2 separate regions of the Mus musculus genome follow, and region 2 is linked to region 1. Evidence: chromatin contacts called from public promoter capture Hi-C data. All regions are on one chromosome and are shown on one strand. The core of a region is the stretch at or near the end of the contact, and the rest is flanking DNA. Distances in the headings are between cores, read along the strand shown. Region 1 has its middle 120 kb from the start of Gm32531. Region 2 holds the start of Cdh5 (cadherin 5).

The links. Promoter capture Hi-C pulls out the DNA fragments that hold promoters and counts their contacts.
Region 2: a contact with region 1 is called in a promoter capture Hi-C map of hippocampal neurons, with 4 times the contacts expected there. The contact joins the promoter of Cdh5 here to the enhancer-like site in region 1. A contact is called at or near these places in 7 of 39 promoter capture datasets (the 3T3-L1 cell line, cranial neural crest, hippocampal neurons and 4 more).

What each region holds. Positions count from the first base shown.
Region 1 is chr8:103,146,569-103,153,171 of GRCm38.p6, reverse strand. No RefSeq gene overlaps it. Among named protein-coding and RNA genes, the nearest start is that of Gm32531, 120 kb to the left of the region's middle. Within about 2 kb of position 4,146, at least 13 of the 459 cell types and tissues checked have an H3K27ac peak or open chromatin away from gene starts, as enhancers often do.
Region 2 is chr8:104,097,885-104,104,487 of GRCm38.p6, reverse strand. Cdh5 (cadherin 5) reads right to left here and starts at 2,863. Exons shown (of 12, transcript NM_009868.4): 1 at 2,756-2,863. The region is part of intron 1 of Gm29682 (predicted gene, 29682); the gene reads left to right.

The DNA of each region.
Region 1 (6,603 bases), core at 2,897-5,396:
CTTTATGCATATGATCTTATGGTATCTAAGGATAGTTTTTAAAATCATATAGAAGTTTATTAAGGATGAGGATGAATCCTTCCAATTTCATGTATATGATAGCAGAAGAAGCTAGTCTATGACACACTAAACTTTGAGGACCACCAAGGATGACTACTCTGTGGGCCTTATAAGTTCAAAGGCAGACGTGGATTTCTCTGCAGCACAAGGATGGAACAGACAAGGTGAGAATCAGTTAAGACGATCTCATGAATAACCTCCTCAGAAGTGCAAGAGAATAAAAATCAAATGGTCTGCTTGCAAGGTAACTGTAGATACTGGAATGGTGACAAAGGAGCGATGCATACCACAATCAGCTCTCCTTATGGCACTCCAGAGAGGGAGCCTTGGCACTGTTGGAGGTCTTCCCCTATCCTGTCAGACATTGATAGATGGGTTGCACAGCTTAGACTTCCCCATCTCAGCAGCTTTGTGATGGCCTACTTGCAGTACGCATCAGAGAAGGCCCTGGATATGACAGCACCTCTAAGATTTTTGAAACATGAAAATTGCCATTTCAAACCTTTTAAATTGTTTTCTGTCTCTCAGGCTTAAATTTGCATTTATCATTGTAGCCTTGTCTCCCTTTCCAGTGAAACACTTCATGAGGCCTTTTAGGTAGAATAACTCTAAGCAAGTCCCACCCAAGTTCCTGGAGAGAACTAGATTCAGGCCAAGAGCAGGTTCTATACCTCAAGGTCTTTGTGTATCTGGCCATTCTATGGGGGTTTTGTGTATATGGGGAAGATGTGTTTTCAGTATGTGTGCTAATATACTTGAAAGATAGAGGAGCTTGGGCAGTAATATTGCTACATACATAGGACACTGCAGTAGGGGAATGCATAATGTACAGTAAAAGCAACACAATTGTGGATTGGACTTGTTATGAAAATATGAATCGTGCATTTTGATAGGTAAAATATGATGTATTTAACATCAAATAAAGATGGCACAATATAGGTACACTAAATATTTTGCTATTTCCCCATCACTTTCCCTACTTACTCCTTAGTCCCCTACATGCCCTACCCAACTTCATGTCTTCTTCATCTTATTATTTATTTGTTTTTTCATAACCCACTGAGGCCCTATTCTGCTGCTCTCGTGAATGTGTGTGAAGGGCTGTCTGGCGGAGCATGGGAAACCTGCTAGTAGTCACATCTCTGAAGGAAATTGGCCATTCCTCTTCCAGGAGCTGTCAGTTGCCTCTGTCCTCTTAGCTAGAAGTCAGGTGTCACAAGGACTCTCTCCATCCATGCTAGTTTGCTTCTCTGCAAGTTTTGTGAAAACAGCCACAGCTATTGTGTGTTATGGGTATCTCAGCCCTATCGTGTACAAAGGATGGTTTCTCACAATGGTCCTCTAGCCCTTAAGATCCTTCTACTCCAACTTCCAGCATATGTTGAGTCTTTGAGATCATGTGATATAGATGTCCCATTTAGTAATGAGAACTCTGTAATCAGTTATTCTCCGCACTTTGACCAGTGTGGTCCTCCATATTAACCTCCATCCATCACTTCAGAAAAAAGAGTCTTCTCAAATCAATGATGAGAATTGCAGTAATCTATGGATTCAAGGATAAAATATAGATGGCAGCATAATCCTATGTACATTTAATACTAGGTTCTCCCCTAGGTCATATGGATTCGCTAACTTTAGGACTCTGGCCAAGTTTACAAGTTCTATATTATAAAGTATATTTTAAATCCAATAAAATTCTGTTGTTTACTCCCATGATTTTTATACCACTACTGAACCACTAAGCATCTCATCTGCTTGGTCGTTACTATAGCTTTCAGGATTCATATCTGAGTAGGACTGTTGCTAACTTTTCTCCTTAGTCTGCAGACCACCTTTGAGCATTATGAAAAGTGCCAAGGAGGGAGACATCTTCCATGGCAGTACCAGCTTGGTTTCTCTACATCTTGTGGACACGATGTGTGGTGTCTTCAGTAGTAGGGTCTTACCATCAAGTTCTAGTGGACAAACCAAGAGTGGTAGTAATACCCTGTATTATTTTGTGGGTACCCAGGATGGTCTTGATTAACACCTCCAAGGGAGGTATCATATTCCTCAGGAACTTGGATTTGTGTTTGATAATGTATAGATTTTGGGAACAAATTTTTTCCCCTGCCTTTATGTAGGTCACTCCAATTTAAAAGTGTGTATGAATGAAGGAATGGGGAATAATGAAAAAGGGAATTTAAGTCTGAAGACACATAGGAAGGTCAGTTAGAGAAGGGAATGATACGGGAAAAATAATTAACTAGGATGCTTGATAATACCTCATGGCAGCCTATAACTGTATATGTGTATATGTATGTGTATAGTATATGTGTATATATATGTATATATACATATATACATACATATATATATATATATATATATATATAAACATACATATTCATGTATTATATGTTATATAGCTGGCCTTTTGTTCAGGCCAGGTTACTCTGAACTTGCTATGTAGCTCAGAATGGCTGCAAACCCCCACTGTGGTGCCATTAAATATATGCTCATTGCTATTTTAGTCCCTTCATAAAAAGACTTAATGTACAACCAACTAAGAAATAGAATTTAAGCTCCATGATGGGCTGTTAGGAGGCCAAAGTGGAAACACATTTCACTGCTCTGGTCATTTTGCAATTATGGCCTGAATCTGAAGAGTAGACACCCTCACATCACTGTAGAGGGAGACAAACTGTCCCAATGCATAGCCAGGACAAAGTAGTGGCCCCTTGTGCTACCACATGTAAAAGCTTCATTCCTATGATGGATTTTTACATGTTCCATCGTACAAAGTAGAAAAAATGACTTGTTATTATTTTCTCTCTTGATTCTTCCCATAAAATTATAAATTCATCAGGGGCAGGAACTCTGTCTAATCAGTAGTCATCTAGTGTAGAGATTTTGTTTTGTATTACTATTAGTCAAGTGATTGCCTATGATGTGCTTAATAAATGTCTTTTGGCTGAATAAAGTACTTCAAAGGATGCACAGAGAATGTTAGCATCATTCTGTGAGTACTACTGTTTTCTTCCTCTTTCCCTATGCATTATCTATGATGCTCACATACCTTGTAATTCAAGCCTGCTTCCTTTTGTGTGGGGACAATTCTCAGCAGCCTATTTCATGGTTATGCCTCCACTGTGGCATGGTCCAGCTTGCTCCATGGGGAAACAATCAGAAATCATATAAATTCCATTTCGGGATTCCGTTCTGCATCATGAGCTACCAAAGCCAGGAAAATAATATCATAAAAAGTAAGGGGTGGGACCTCGTACTATCTCATTAATTTTTTCTTACCAAATAACCAGACTCTATCTGTAGCATTACCAGCAGACAATACTTACAGTTATTTATTATCTCTTTGGGATAGGCATTATTGTTTCACTTAAGATAATAAGATCATAATATAATAATAACACCCCTAACAGTAAAAGTATACCTGGTTCTTGTACATTTGGATATTGTTATTTGGCCTCCACATACATGATCATATTTAACTCTTAAAACGTGGAATCAGGTAGTGATACTGTGGCCATCTTTGTTTAAATAAACAAACTGAGGATCTGTGGGATTCAGCAATACGCCCTGCCTTCAGCAAGGAAGCTTAAGGGGAGCACCCACATTATGTGTTTCTGTAGCTTACAAGCACCGTGTCATACTGATTGCATCTGTGCAGGGTTCCAGCTTTCAGTGGCAGGTGACTAATGGGGGACAGGCAGGTAGATCAATACTCACAGCACACAGACTTGGGAGGTGGAGAAGGCAGCAGGAATGAAGACAGCTGAACCCTCTAAAGAGACAGACAGAAGGTTTTGTGGCAGGAGCAATGCTTCCGAGAGAGCACAAGGGAAATAGATGAATTTTATGGTGTGTGCGTGTGTGTGTGTCTGTCTGTCTGTCTTTCACACAGGTGAAGAGAGAAAGGTTCAAAGGAAACAGCCTTTCAAGGACAGAGGTGGCAAGGGCCCAGCTGCTTCCAGTGTCACTGACCCATTTTGTATGCATGGAAAACCCACGAAAACTAAAGGGAAACAGCAACGAGGGCTTTGATGCGACTCTGCTGAGAGACAGACTGGCTCACATGGTAATGCTGAAAGGAACATCTTGCTTTACTTAAGTATGGGTTGCCTGTGCTTGTACAAACATCGAAATCACCTTTGAAGCTACAGAAAGAAAAAAAAAAGCCACAGCATATCCAGCCTCGTTAGGTTCAGGACTGAGCTCAGGAGAATACATTTTGGTGCGTGTTCCAGATGCTTCTGATGAGATGCCGTGGCTCACACTGCGAGAGATGTGGCACTTACGATGCGGAACCATTGAAGCTGTTAAAGAAGGGATGAGATAGAGAACGCGATCACAGCTGTGCTTTACAGTATCCCGAGTCCCTCTCCTGAGGCTTCCAGGAAACACTCTATCCAGAGGAGGCTGAGGCAGTCGGGTGAGCCAGGGCTGGGCCAGAGTGATCAGAAGGGTCACAGAACCAGGCCCAGACCCATAGGCGGCTACTCTCTGACAGTCATTCTTATGTAGAGCTGTGAGACACCATAAGGGGTGGTGGTAATGGGAACCCCGAAGCAAGTGTTTGCCGGGAAGGGAACTCTTGTCACAAAGGAGCCTCCCAGGAAGAAGCCAAATCTGACATTCAGAATCATTCAACCTGAAATATGTTGAGTTGCACTGTTATTCTCCCATGGCACTTTTGCCTTTAAATAGCATTATGGGGATAGGGGCTGTTTCATAATCACAGATGTCTTTGCTTAATTCAGCAGTCCCAAGGCTCAAGATATGGCAATGCATGGCAATTCGAAGGGATAGAGCAGGTTGTCTTCATTTATTCTGTGTTTACAGAGGACTCGCCTCTTGCCTCTGCGGGTAGGAGCAGGGGGATGGGGAGAAATGACCCAGGCTCAGCATGCACTTTAAGCTGAGAGGGAAGGAATAGACCTGCAGACTAATAATGGAGCCAGGCCCTAGGAGAGTCCTGGTGCAAGTCTGTAAACATTCAGAGCTGGGAGAGATGGTTTCTGCTGTGATAATAATCCAAAAGGCAGTGGGCCTTGGCAGAGGGATGGGACTCTGCATACAGATATTAGATATGTACGAAATTTTAGGGTAAGAAAGAAAAGAATGACAAGAGAGAGCTGATTGGGGACTGAAAACAGAGTATTGGCCTTTAAATAACATAATAGAAGGTAAAGATCTACAAATGGTCGAAAGATTAGAAACAACTATTAAAACAAACTACATTTGCCAGATATTTATCATGTGTCAGGAATGGTCCAACTACCTTGAATGTCGGAGTAACCCTAGGGGATGGCTTTTAAGTCTGTCAGACAGAAGAGCCTTGAATATTAGGCTTAATGAGCTGGATTCATTTCACAGGCCAGAGTTTTTAAACAGCTCTGCATAGGCCCTAAGTTTCACACAGAGTCTCAGAGGGGAACTGGGTGATTGGCATTAGAAAAGAAATACAGGGGACAGAGGGTCCTTAAGGCAGTTTTTCCTCATTTGGTTGGTTTAAGTTGGTAAGTAAGGCTTCCTTTGGAGCGTACCTTATTTTCTTAGTTGCTTACATCTGTGAAACATTTGGAGCAGTAAAAGATTTATGACAAAAGTTGAACATGTAAAAGCAAAATTAACCCTGGAATTTGTACGGTGGGAATTGTTTCAAAAGCGCTTCATTTGGAACTGGAGAGATGACTTGGTGGTTAAGAGCATTAACTGTTCTTCGATAAGACCAGGGTTCGATTCCCAACTCCAGCATGAAGGCTCACAAGTGTTTCAAGTGTCTGGAATTCCAGGTCCATGGATCTAACACCCCACTCTGGACTCTTCAGGTAACTGGCAGAGACATGCACTGGGTACAACACCTGTACACATAAAATAAATATAAAGGCTCAAAAATGTTCAAAGTTGTTTAAATCTTCTAGGCTACAGAGAGTAGATCCCAATTTGGGGACACTAGCAATGCTTATAATGGTTGCAATGGGGAGGTGTGAATGGCTCTCAAAGGGAGAGCAGTGGTAGACTCTGGGGATTTTGAACATTGGGTAGAAAGAGCTTGAGGGTAGTAAGGAGGACAGTGTGGGTCTGACAGGCTTACAGGCATACAGTCAAAGCTTTATGGCCTTGGAAAGAGAGGAGGAACTCAGGGCTGGGGCTGACCATAATTAGGATCTAAATTCTCCCTGTACTTGTCTTTCTATCTCTGTGTGAAGGAATTAGCTTCCTGTGGGAAGGACAGTGTAGTTACTCGACACCTCGCACAGCATCTCCAATGAAGTAAGACTTGGATAAATCTGTCCTGATTTAATTTGGCTATCCCATGACATCATCTCAAGTTCAAGTCAGAGACAAGGTGGAGACAGAAGGTGACTTTGCTTTGACTGTAAGTGCTCAGAAGGAATAAGGGGGAGTTTGTAGACAGCTCTTCCGATGATGTATACTCAGAAGGCAGAGCGAGGCTGAGGCAAAACAAGGATATTTGCCATTAGAGAAAAACATGTTCGAATCCTGCCTCATCTATTTCTAGGTGCTTTGGAAAGTTTCATT
Region 2 (6,603 bases), core at 1,614-4,113, 950 kb before region 1:
GGCAACAAACACTGAATCCCTGGGCAGGAGGACTAGAATATACACAGTGAACCCCAATATACACAGACAGCGCTCCCAGATATGCAGGTGTCTTGACCTCCTCCTCTCTGGTCTGTGCATTCCACCGGCTGCCTCACATCTGACCTAATTTCCTGGTCTTGCCGTAGGCTCATCCTCCCATTTCCTTGTTCTTCTCCAGGGGTAAATATCACTCACCACTATCTGTCCACCCCTGAGCCCCATTTCTCCCTCCTGGCCTGTGCATCTGCCAGGCAGTCAGAATCATCCTCTGACACGCAGAGAGACGGGAGACCAAGGCTGAGTTTATGGGAGCTGTGCGAGTCTTCCCAGAATTCCAGGTTCCCACCCTTCCTTCAAGAAGTTCTCTGTAATTTCTCCTCTCAATGCCAACTTAGAGCAGGGTTATGATGAACTTTTTATATTTCTCCAACAACAGTAGAACCATTCTCTTAGGGCAGTTCCCAGTTTATCCTTATACTGGCTGTGGTGGTCTAAATTGTATATGATTGCCTCTTCTCTAAATTTCAATATAGAGTATGGCTATGGGGTCAGCCCTATCCCTTTCCCACTTTATACTATGTGGCCACATGTCTGGCTAGCCTCTCTGGATTCCAGAGGTCCCATCAGTCACTTGGGAATTATTCATGTCAACTGAGGGGGTGCTAAGGAGGTGATGGAAGCAACCAGAAATGGTCCACTCAGCCAGGGGTTGAGATTTTTGCTAGAACGGTGGCTGGTGTCTCCGAGGTTCCCGTGCAACTGTGACTCATCTAACTTTGGGAGAAAAAAAGTGTGGCCCTTCAGGCTTCCTGCTCTATGTCCGGTTCTTGTTTAGCTGCACAATGGTCGGGCTGAGACTACGGGGTAGGCAGGTTAACCCCTTCAAGGTACTGGGAACTTCTTCTAGCTCCTAATTGTGAAAAGTTAGAATTTGAAGGACTGCCCTGAGGATCAGCTGCCCCTGGCCCCTTGGGGTCACCTGGTACTTTCCAGTCCGCAAATGGCTGGGCTCAGGCCAGATGCAGGAGAGTTTTGTGTCTTTCTTGCCCACTAATTGTTCTGGGCTGTCAAAATCCTCTCTGCGACTCAGCATTCAACCCAGTTCTAAAGAACCCAGAACCCACCAGCCTCCCAGACCCTTCAAGCTTCCAACCTTGAAGTCATCCACTGTCATTAGAGTCTTGCTTGCCTGCCACATTCCTCCAGGGGTAACTAATGAACGCAGATGCCCGGAGGTGCTTGCAGCAGGGGTAGCTAAGTATATGGCCTCTCTTACTCTGGCCCTTCCTTTCACATGGGTGAGACCCCCTAACAGGAGGTGTGAGACTTGTGCTTTGTGGTTTCAAATCTTTGTGGTATTCACAGCCACCTATGGCTATGGGGTAGTGGGTAAATCCACTCAGGATTCCCTGGCTATCTATCTGCCTCTCATTAGGAGTTAAGCCCAGAGCCAAGAGTGTATATCACAAGTAAGGACTGAAGATGTTTCTACAACTTTATGGTCTAGAAGCCAGAGACCCCATGTAGTCACAGGTTCCAGGAAGAGCCCGTGCTGAGGAGGACTAAATCTAAGTTCCCATCGTCATTCTGACTCAATTTTCACACTAACTCTCCTCTGGATCTCTGTTGTTGTCTCTGAGTACAGAGTTACCCTATCTACCTCCTTGGGACTGGATAGTAAATCCAGGAGCCATTGTTTTGTCGGAATATTCTTTCTGCATGAACCATCTCCACCGCTCACCACAGATTGTGAATAGAATTGCATCCAAAAATGTCCTCTCCTAATGAAGGTTTGGAGACCTTAGGTTACCGTCCCAAGGCCACACCGAAGTGAGTAGGCTGGGATCAGTGCCGAGGGTCACTGTCTCTGAGCTGGGCTTTTGGCTCAGAGGTCCTTGTCTCTAGGGCCTTCCAGAGACTTTGCTGAGCTGTACGGCCACAAGAATTCTTGAGCTCTGGGCTCTGAGTATCTGGTGTTGGGGGAGAAACTACAGGCTACCTTCCTGCCTGCAACTGCCGAAACACAAAGCAGGCTCTGAGAGTCTAGGGGAGATGAGGGAAGAGGGCTCATAAATGGGACTCCAAGTGCCCAGAGCTGAACCTCAGAAGGCCCATCTTGAAAGTGGGAGATATTGACAGAGGGAACGAGTACCCCTTTCAGCTCCCCAAATCCCACCCTAGTCCCTCGAGGTGTTGTAGGTAGAGATAACGGGGCAGGGGAATATAAGTCAGACCTTGGGAAATCTATCTCTTTAGCTCTGGACCAGATTGTCCTTTGGGCAGAAGGCAGAGCTAATCCTGGTAGATAGGGAAGGGAATCACAGAGCCGTTATTTGTCCATCCCACACAAAGCAGATCCTACTCAAATCCAAGGTCCAGACTCCAGTCCTCTGCCCTTGTCCTTGCTGAGTGACAGTGGAAATCCTATCCTCTTTGAGCCTGGTAGTCATAGAAGCTCCAGGTCACTGGAGTTTCCCTGAGTACGACAGTCTACTTACAAGGCTGCTGAGTCTTTCTTGAACATTGGTTCTGAGATAACCGTTTGTGTCCTTGCACACTAAGAGATATGCATTTTTTTTAGCCCTACCCTGGCCCCAGCAGAGAGACTCAGGCTCCGGAGAGGCTGTGTTCCCTTGAGAGTCCTACAGTGGCCATCCCATACGGGCAAGCCAGGACTCTCCCAGTTTTATCTCCATGAGACAGGAGTAGAGAGGGATTTGGGAGTCTCACTTACCTTGTCCGTGAGCAGAAGGCTCTCTCCACTGCAGTCTGTCCAGGGCCGAGCTTTGTGGAGAGCACAGTTGATTGCCTCAGGAGGGGAGAGGGGAGCCACACCCAGGCTGGGAGGGAGGCAGGTTTTCCAACTGGCCCTGGCCCACTTCCCCTCGGGATGGTTTCCTGTTATTGTTCCTTTGTGAGCTGCCTGCAGATAGGCAAGCCCTACGGTGGGCGGCCTCAGCTTGGTCAGCCTGGGCCCGTGGAAGCCTTGGACCTGCCTGGGGTATTCAACTCATACCTCAATTCTAGGTCTCATCGGAGGAGCTGTGAGCCTAGGGGTAGCTGTGGGGGCTCTAAGCTTCTGCCAGAGCATTCAGCCATCCCTGGGAGGCAGGTGTCATATCCCCCACTTTACAGTTCAGAAAGCAGAGGCTTAGTGGGTCTAAGGTACTTGTTTCCTCGCTGGACAGAGTAACCCAGACAGAAACCCAGCTACCTCAGCTTCTCCACAGAGCCGGCTTTCCGTGGCGACTCTGTAGTATGGTGGAACGAAAGGGGGCTGTGGAGTTCTCAGAGTCGGGCAGCTGAGAAACGTGACAGACAATCACTTTCAGCAGCAGATTTTGCCTGTCAGATTCTTCCAGGTAGGGCAGTGTGAGTTTCAGTTCCAAGGTACCAGCCTGGCCCATCTCACTTTACAAATACTGGGTGATGGGCTTCACGTGACCATGGACCAACCAGGGATCCATGCCTCAGTCTCCTCATCTGTATAATGGAGATAGCCATAGGTCTGAGTCAGCAAAAAAGTAAGAAGAGCTAAGAAGACAGCAAAGCAGTAGGTAGACCAGGGTCCCTCAGGACCAAGAGGCTGGGGAGATGAGGTCAAGATTCTCTTCATTCAGCCAGGCGTGGTGGCGCACGCCTTTAATCCCAGCACTCGGGAGGCAGAGGCAGGTGGATTTCTGAGTTCGAGGCCAGCCTGGTCTACAGAGTGTGTTCCAGGATAGCCAGGGCTATACAGAGAAACCCTGTCTCGAAAAACCAAAAAAAAAGAAAAAAAAAAAAAAAGAAAAAGATTCTCTTCATTCATTATGTGATGGGTTAGTAAAAATTTCAGGGTTCTGGCTCAGAGTAAATGACAGACCCCCAGAGTGTACCTTTTGGCAAATTGCCTGGGTTTCTTCATGCATAAAAGTTTGGGAAGTCCCCAACTTGTCCTGCTTTTCAGTGAGGCAAAGAGGGACCATAAGAGAGCAGATCTTTCCGGGCATGGAGAAAATACTGTGGGGGTAGGGTGGGGTGTGGTGGGGGGAAGAAAGGGTTTTCTGTTTGGGGTAGGTAATGTTGGAGATGCCCATTAGACACCCAAGTAGAGACATGGGCTTGGTGAACGAAAGCAAAGTTGGTGTAGCCAATCACTCCCTCCAGGTCCTCTGAGAACTGAACTGGAACGGAGGCCCAGGGAAAGGAGTGTACATTAGGATGGAGTATTAGCGTCCTGAGACCATGTGAAGACAGATGAGGACATCAGAGTAAGGAGAGAGGCCAGGGAACTGTCGCTGGGGCTGTTCTCAGCTCTGAGCGGAATCCATAGCATTCAACTACTGCGTGCGTGCATTCGTGCGTGCGTGCGTGCGTGCGTGCGTGCGTGGGCGAGTGCGTGTGTCTGTGAACAAACAGAAGCTCCACATTTTCCTCTCTGCCACAATCTGTTCTGTTCCCTGCCCTCAAGGTGGGCTGGCCCAGCATAGACAGCTTCCCCGAGAGCTGCCTGCCTTGGTGGTCTGTGTACTCAGTGGACACGTCTGCCAGGGTAGCACTTCCCGCTGGGTCTCATACTCAGCGCTGGCAGGCTGCCAGGGACAGGGCCTGTCCGGCCATCAATGCAAACTCCTTTTGTACTCTAGCCCTGGTGGATATTTCTGCCCCGAACACAGTCATTGTTGTCATCTGTAAACAGTAAACGATGGACAGGCAAGCCTTGGATGTGCCCCGGACTCCAGGGATGGCAGTGGAGGTCTTCATAGCAGAAGTTCAGTCCCAAAAGGCCAGGCTAGTGCTCTTCAGACCCCCTGTGGATCCAATACCTGATTTCACCCCTTCCTCACCCTTCCTCCTCGCACTCCAAGCCCACTGGAGTCAGAGAAGGTACTGGGAGGAGGGCGCATGCGCAGGGAGTAGCACTGAGCGTGCTGGAGGCTGCCAGGAAGACAGGAAACACGATGGTCTGCCAGAGCAGATTAGATGCAAGCTGGAGAAGGAAGTGGTATAAGGGGCCAGGGGACGCTCACCTAGGCTAGCGAACTCTGGGACTAGATCCTGTCTGTGTGTCCTAGACTCGCCGATTGGCTTCTCTGAGCAGCTCTCCCCGTCTCTGAAATGACCTTCAGGCCACACTTTTCAGGGCTAGGAGGTCAGAGGGACACTGGCAATCATTAACACAAGTAAGGCAGACTGAATATGTGTGCTTCATATGCGAGTGGTCTCTGGGGCAGGATGATGCTTCAGTACCTAAGAGCATCAGTTGCTCTTCCAGAGGACCTTGTTTCTGCTACTAGTACCTTTCTGGCCACAAATAGGTGTCTGTAGCTCTGGTTCCAGAGGATCTAATGCCATCTTCTGGCTCCCTCCTGCACTGCATGCCCATGGTTGCACAGATGTATAGAGAGGCAAAATACCAATATGCATACAATAAAAATAAATATATTTTTTTAATGAGCATGGTCCTCAAGCCTCAGGATCATTAGGGTGGAGAGAGGAGTTGGAAATGCAGATCCCTTGCCCTCACCTGAGGTATGTGGAGACAGAATGGCTGGAGATGAACCCCCAATATCTACAGTCTGGCAGCCCCTTAGGCCTTGTGGCTGAGCGCTCACATTGAGGAGCTCACGCGCGGGGCTCCCAGCATTCCTCCCAGCCCCTCCCAGCCCACTGCTGCCTTGCCTGGGAGCCAAGTGATCAGCTGTATCTCGTTTGGCCAGCATTACTGCTAGCTTGTCTTCCTGCCTTGGTCCCTCCCCTCCCCTCCCCTCCCCTCCCCTCCTCTCTTTCTTTTTCTCCCTTCCTTCCTCTTTCTCCTCCTTCCCCTCCCTCTCCCCTCCCCCTCCTCCTTCTTCCCCCCCCCCCCACCCTTTTCCCCCAGATAGCCCACAGGCTGGGCACTAACTCATGATCTTACTGCCTCAGTCTCTCAGATACTGACTTCACAGGGTTTACACCAGTCATGCCTGGCTCTTGATGCCCTTTTGTTTTGTCTTGTTTTTGCCAGTGTGGGCTGACTACTTGGTACTCCTGCCTGAGCTTAGTGTCGCTGAAGAACAGGGAGCAGATCTCCTTCGGAGAAGTTGTCTGGTGGCAGCAAACCTCCCCATAGTCTCTCTGCAGTCAGGTTTGGCTGCTCCAAATTTTCCCTTTTCTTCATATGATGCTTCTGATAACAGAAGCTATTCTGAGGCTCCTAGTACGACTCCTACTGTGTGCCTCTGTGTCCTAGGCTTTATAACTTCTCTCAGATAGGATGGCCTTGAGAGCAGGGGTTGGATCTAATCTATTACAGCACCAAGTATTGCTTCATGTACTTGTGCCTAGCTCCAACTAAGCTCCTTCCTGGATATGTCTGCCTGGCCTTGCTGAACACAGTAGTTCAGCTCAGGATGGCCACACATGCTTCCTGCCTCTGAGCATTTGCCCAAGCTGTCCTTTTCTTCCGAGATGATTTTCCTTCTTCACTGTGCCAGCCAAGGGTTGGGAGCAACCCTTTAATGCTCAGCCCAAAAGCAGTACCTTTCACCTAGTCTATCTGATTCCCATTCCCATTGGAAAGTCCTCCCCCACCCCCCAACTCTAGTCCTCATCTGTCCAGTG